Regions from separate parts of the Mus musculus genome. Here region 2 is linked to region 1. The links are chromatin contacts, called in public promoter capture Hi-C maps. All regions are on one chromosome and are shown on one strand. Each heading gives the region's core, a stretch centred on a gene start, on an enhancer-like site or on the middle of the called end of the contact. The rest is flanking DNA. Distances are from core to core; before and after follow the strand shown. Region 1 holds the start of 1700023A20Rik (RIKEN cDNA 1700023A20 gene). Region 2 holds the start of Hyls1 (HYLS1, centriolar and ciliogenesis associated).

Region 1 (3,071 bases), core at 528-3,027:
ATGGCTCAGTGGGTAAGGGCACCCGACTGCTCTTCCGAAGGTCCGAAGTTCAAATCTCAGCAACCACATGGTGGCTCACAACCACCCGTAATGAGATCTGATGCCCTCTTCTGGTGTATCTGAAGACAACTACAGTGTACTTACATATAATAAATAAATAAATCTTAAAAAAAAAAAGAAATATGTATCACTTGTGGGTGAAGAGTATGTGTGTGTGTGGGGGGGGCGGGGGTTGAGGTAAACCTATGCTTTGTTAAATTTTGTATGACCCTAAAACTGCTCTAAGAACAAGGGCTAATGAAAATGGCAGTTTGTAATGTTTTAATGCTCTCCTGTCTGGTCACCCAGAGTGACGCTGCACTGCCATTTCTAATTGGTGGTTTCTAATTCCAACAGGATCCAAGGACATCTTTTTTGTTTGTTTTTTGTTTTCTTCGAGACAGGGTTTATCTGTATAGCCCAGGCTGTCCTGGAACTCACTTTGTAGACCAGACTGGCCTTGAACTCAGAAATCCACCTGCCTCTGCCTCTCTGCCTCTCTGCCTCTCTGCCTCTCTGCCTCTCTGCCTCTCTGCCTCTCTGCCTCTCTGCCTCTCTGCCTCTCTGCCTCTCTGCCTCTCTGCCTCTCTGCCTCTGCCTACCTTCCGAGTGCTGGGATTAAAGGCTTGCGCCACCATGCCCCGCTGATCCAAGGACGCTTATAGAGTCAGTGGGTGTGTGTGCGCGTGCGCATGGGTGCAAAGATTTGGCTTTATTTGGAAAGCACTATTTTCCACTGAGAGAAGGACATGCCTGGCATGCCCTGCTCCCCTGACATGTTTATTAAACCGAAGGAACAGTGGCTAACCCACGCAGGACCAGAGGGTGAACTGTAGAATACTTGAGAAGACATTCTAAATAAGACGGTCTTAGAGAAAGAAGGCGTAATGATGAATCATAAGAGTAAGTTGTCGATGTTTTCACTTTCTGCAAGTTGTGCGGACTTGGAGACATGGGTTAGAGTCTGTGTTATATTTCCCAACCTTCAAGACTGCAAGAGGTCCTCCACTGTCTGGTGGCCTCAGCAAAGCCTTCCCGACAGAGTGGTGGTGTCTAACAGTTTTCTTCTGCAGGGAAGCTCTTTAAACAACTCAAGAAAAGCTCTTTAAGCAACTCAAAATAGCTTCAGGAAGTCCCCGAAACGGATCAGATTCTTTAGGCTCCTCTCTGCCAGAATAAACGATAAAAGCTGAGAGACCTTCTCAGATGGAAGGACGCTAAACTGAGGATTCTGAGTTGGGGAAAAAGCTACAAAGTCGACTCTGAGGCCAGACCAGCTACCTGGAGGCAGCAGAAACCAGCTGAGCTGCCTGGAAAGGTGTAGACCAACTGAGGCACCTGGAAAGGACTCATTGCAACCTGTTGAGCTGCTTGTAGGCTGTGCAGTGTTTCAGGTTCCCAGCTTTTGTGAGTTGTCACTCATGCTGGGGTGAGCCTTGGTTTTTCAGCTAAGTCATTTCTGCTCTTGTTAAGTAAACCCTCACCCATATGCCTGCAAGTAATCCCAATAGTAGTTCACCAAGTTGGACTTGGGTGGTCTCGGTATTTTGATTTGTCGTGTTGAGTATCCCCTGGAAAAATTTTGTCACACAAGAAGTGGTGGTTAGCACGGTGCCTGTCAGACTGTGCTCTTGCTTCGCAGCTGACAAAAGGCGACATCGCTCTATCCTCCAAAGCTCCTGAGCCAGGAGAACCCCGCACAGAATGGATCGTGCCTTCTCCGCACCGACGTAGCTTGTGGCACCAGACGCGTCGGGGCGGTTCAGGTGCTGCCACAGGCTCCGCCCCTGCCCGTCCTGCCCAATACGCTCCGCCCCGCCGTTAGGTTTCGCCCCACAGGTCCCGCCCCTTCCGCTGCCGGAGCCCGGAACGTGCGCGTACCCAGACGCCTTGCGGGAGCGAGCGCGTTTCGGAGCCCACGGCCCGACGAACCCCGGGTGAGACCCGCGGACTCTGCTGAGGTGAGGGCGGGCCCAGGCGTCGGGTTTGGTGGGTGCCGGGGGAAGGGGAGAAGCGGGGAGAAAGGGAGAAGCGGGGCGTTGCCGTGGGCACGCGGCGGGCCCCACGCGTGGCGTGCGGCTGCCGGGTGGGCGAGGGTTAGGGGGAGGACGTGTGGGGGAGGGGCGGGCCGCGGCGCGCTGCGCGCAGGTGGGGCTGGCGACGTGGGGCTGCGGTCCGAGGTCCTTGCTTGCTGGTTGCTCGCGAGGGTCTAGAGGGTGGGCTAGCCCAGGTGCAGAGAAGAGGCCTTCCTGGTCTAGCGAAGCAGCCCGGGACACCCCCAACACTTAGAAATCGGCAGCTTCCGGGGTTCCGGCTCGCTAGCAGCGCCCCTGTTTTTGTATTTTGAGTTCTTGTGCAGAATAAGTGGCAAGGCAGCGGTTGTCGCTAGATAATTATGTGTAGCTTAATCAACCGCCGGTATTGGAAGCAGCTTCTGAGTGAGTTGTGTACATTGTGCACCTGTCAGATGAGGTAACTGGCTTTGCACGCTGTCTATGCCACTTACGCTAAGAGGAGTTTATTCTAAGCATCAGGTTGCCTCTGTCTGTCGGTCTGCCTGCCGGCCTTCCTTCCTTTCTTTTTTTCTTTCTTTTTTTTAAGTTTTGTTACGTGCAGGTGTCTTGCTCCTTTCTCACTTTCACTCAGTTATTTAGGCGCTACATGCGTGCAGGATGTCCTCAATTCTCTGTGTGCTGACGATGAGCGCGCACAGTTACCTGGGGACCACACAGCTGTGTCCATGTAACACTCGCCGTATCTTTCCTTGATCTGAAATACTGTCAGAACGTGAAATCATTTTGCAGAAAAGAGCTTCCATTCTAGGTATATTACAGACTTACCCATTATCATTTGAGAACTTGGGAAGTGGGAAGGATCTTCACTGTTAATGTAAGCTCACTTAGCTGGAGATTCCCTTTAAGATCCTAAGAGAAAAGAAAGGTAGGAAGGGCCTGGTCCAACTCCTCCTTAACTACAGGTAAGGAGCCTGACACCTGGTGAGGTAAGATGTCACAGATAGTGACGGCCCCAGG
Region 2 (3,221 bases), core at 198-2,697, 4.2 Mb after region 1:
CTCTGGAGTCTATAGAAGCAAGAGTTCAAGGCTGAGGCAAATCCTCTTAAGAGGTTGTCTGGGGATGAATATAAAAGAAAATGGGTTCAGTTAGCTTCTTGGTTGTCATCACAGAAGCAGTCAATGAGAAGCTCCTAAAGGTATTTTTACAAAATTACTTCAGAGAGAGAATATTTATACAAACTCCAAAGTAGGACTGAATGTTAGAAAAATGTAAAGTAGGGAATAAAGCTTACTTCACTTAAAAAGTGGAATTACTTCAAAAGGTTTTGAAGTTTAATTGAGACATGTATATATCTCTTCTGGAGTTGGCCTGGGGTGATTTTAGACTAAAGCCAAGATGATTTTTAATGGCATCCTTACAGTGATAAAGTCCTGTTCCTTTGTGTTCAAATTATGTCCCCTTCATTTTTACACCTCAAATATGTAGATGCTTACAAGTGAAATGCAACTTCTCATGTTTATAGGTTATACTCAGTTCCTTTGCTTACAACGATCTCACAAGCTAAGCCATCTTATATATCGAGGATAAATATGGGTAATAGTGACTAAAATTACCTTTCCCTTAAAAACAAAAAACCCTCAAACAGTTTAATGCTCCAGGATTACCTAGTTACAGTAAAAAGATTCAGGGCTGGGGGGTGGGGTGGGATTTTTAACCCTTTAAATTCCTGTATTTGGCTATAACTGAAATTATGGTGCAATTTAACTTCTAAATTGAATGACAAACTGCTCTCTAGAAAAACTGATTATTACCTCAACACACGCGTTAGAGTGCCTCTATTTTCACTTTCATCAGCACTGCACACTGAAAAAACCTAGCCAACTTGAAAGAAAGGGCACAGTGATATTTTTGTTTGTATTGTATAGTTTTTATACGGGTTTTCTCACTCTTTCTGGGGTAAGATCACCCAGAGGGGTTCCTTCAGTTTTACTTGCTATCCTAAATCCTAAGCAAGCCGGCTGTACACTTGAATCCACGGAAGGTGTAACCCAAACCTGAGGCTACTTCCCTGCTCTTCCAACAATAACACCACCAGTCGCACCATCTGGCCACGGGCGTGCCGTGAGCTCGACTTCCCCAGGGACCCGTCCCCGTTTCCATGCTGGCAGGGAGGGCTCTGTCCACTCGCTTGCCCACCGGGCAAAAGTGGCGCAGGCAAGGTGTACATTACATTGTGACCTGCAGGGGCTTGGGCGGCCTGTGCTCGGGCTGCGAGTTAAAGACGTCCCGAGCAACGCTGCCGAGATTTACCTTGAACGCCAGAACCTGGCAGGGAAGAAAACGCGAATCCACGCGCAGCGGCCGAGGGAAAGAGCGTGGGCTCCGCTGCACCCTGTCCCAGGAAAGGTCCACCGCTCCGGCTCCGTGATCCTCACCAGCCTCGGCCGCCGCTGCCCAGGGTCTAGCAGTCGCGGCTCACCCCGGAACGCTGTTTCCCACTCGCGCAGGCGCACGACACCTCCACGTTCAGCGTAGTCGTTAACGGTCCGCTGTTCAAGTTTAAATCCCGAAGAGAGCCCACGCCTTTGGCTCCGCCCACCATCTCTCTCGTTGGTCCAGAGGCCAGACGTTCTCCACGTCTACATAACGATTGGTGCACATTTTCTCTAAGCCCTCCCCAACCTCGGGCCCGGAAGCGGGGTTTGGGGCGTGGAGCTGAAGTGGGAACCCGCCGGACCGTGGCGCGGAATCTGTTTCTTGGTCGTGTGGGTGTTAGTCTGGCGGTTAGGCAACGGGCTGGCCCTGCTCCGTGCCGCAGCCGCTCTTGGCTGTGGCCGGCGGCGTCGGAGGGTAGCGGAGGGGAGGGTTCTGGGGCGTGGCTGGCCCGGCTCGTGAGTCGGTCTCCACTGCAACCCGCGATAGGACCGCCCGACCAATTCCAGCTGCAGCGGTCCCCGCGGCACGGTATGCACTCTTCCAGAACGCACTATTATTGCCCTCCTTTTCTAGCGTACTGTTAACAAAATAGTATAATAAAAATATTACATGTATGTCTGACGTTTACAATGATTTGTGTACTTACAAAGAAAAAAAAAGGGACCCTAGTGCTTTGGGGACTACTGAGGGTAAGATCGGAAAAGAGGCCCCCATCCCCCGTACTTTAACTTTCTACATCAAATACAAATAGGTGTTTATTTCTTAATATATAGAAAGCTGGGTTGTTAAGATAGCTCTGGGGTTAAGAGCACGGGTTGCTCTTCCATAGGTCCTGAGTTCAATTCCTAGTAATCACATAGTTGCACATGGTTGGCTCATAAAGGGATCTTATGCTCTCTTCTGGGAGCGGGTGTTCATCAGACAGAGCACTCATACGTACCCCCACCCCTCAAATGCTAGAATGCTTAAATCTTCCAAACAATTCTTTTTTTGTTGAGGTTTTTTTTTTTTTTTTTTGCTTTTTGAGACAGGGTTTCTCTGTATATCCCTGGCTGTCCTGGAATTTACTTTGTAGACCAGGCTGGCCTCAAACTCAGAAATCCACCTGCCTCTGCCTCTTATCACTTGCCTACTTAGCTTTTTAATCAGGGCCCTTGCTCTACCTCTGAGGCAGTTAAGAATTTATGAAAACTGAATGACTACCCCTTGATGGACAATGTGACACTACTTTATTACACACATTCTTAGGACAAATATCCTGCTTTCATGTAATGCTTGTATGGAATTTCCTTTAGCATGGAACCTCCAGCTAATGTGTCTTAAGCAAGGTTAGATGATTCATTTTCTTACCTACTTTTGGACATTCAGCTTCATTTCTATACCTCAAAGTTAGGAGCTTGCCATGTAGCCCAGGCTGGCCTTGATGTAGGCAGATGGCAGACTCAGATTTGAGAAACAGAACAAAGGTAGGCAGTAGAGATGAGCTTAAGAGGTAGGTCATGTAGGCCAATGGGAGCAAATCTGACTTTAGCCAAAGAACTATGGAACTGGGTATCTGAAGCAGAATTGGGGCATGCTATGAAATACTCAGGTTTATTCTTGAAATTATTTTCTTTCCTTGAGAATAATGGATTAGAGGAATGCACAATTTTATGTAAAATCTGAATGAGACATAATTGCATATTCGAGGCATAGGTTGTGGTACGTAGGCTAGGATGGTAATGGCCAGGATATTAAGAAGGGGAAAGACAGATATATTTTGTGTCTATGACCAGAACACATATTTTATAAGGCTGAGGTGTGAGAGATCAAGTGTGGTTTCTTAGTTCATAGATTTCTG

Evidence for each region. Promoter capture Hi-C pulls out the DNA fragments that hold promoters and counts their contacts.
Region 2: a contact with region 1 is called in a promoter capture Hi-C map of pre-B cells. The contact joins the promoter of Hyls1 here to the promoter of 1700023A20Rik in region 1. A contact is called at or near these places in 1 of 39 promoter capture datasets (pre-B cells), 1 of 484 Hi-C or Micro-C datasets (CD4 T cells) and 1 of 9 other capture datasets (liver).

What each region holds. Positions count from the first base shown.
Region 1 is chr9:31,384,271-31,387,341 of GRCm38.p6, forward strand. It overlaps 1700023A20Rik (RIKEN cDNA 1700023A20 gene), which reads right to left and starts at 1,778. Exons shown (of 1, transcript NR_165167.1): 1 at 733-1,778. Nfrkb (nuclear factor related to kappa B binding protein) reads left to right here and starts at 1,922. Exons shown (of 26, transcript NM_172766.3): 1 at 1,922-2,000.
Region 2 is chr9:35,568,622-35,571,842 of GRCm38.p6, forward strand. It overlaps Hyls1 (HYLS1, centriolar and ciliogenesis associated), which reads right to left and starts at 1,448. Exons shown (of 4, transcript NM_029762.1): 1 at 1,256-1,448.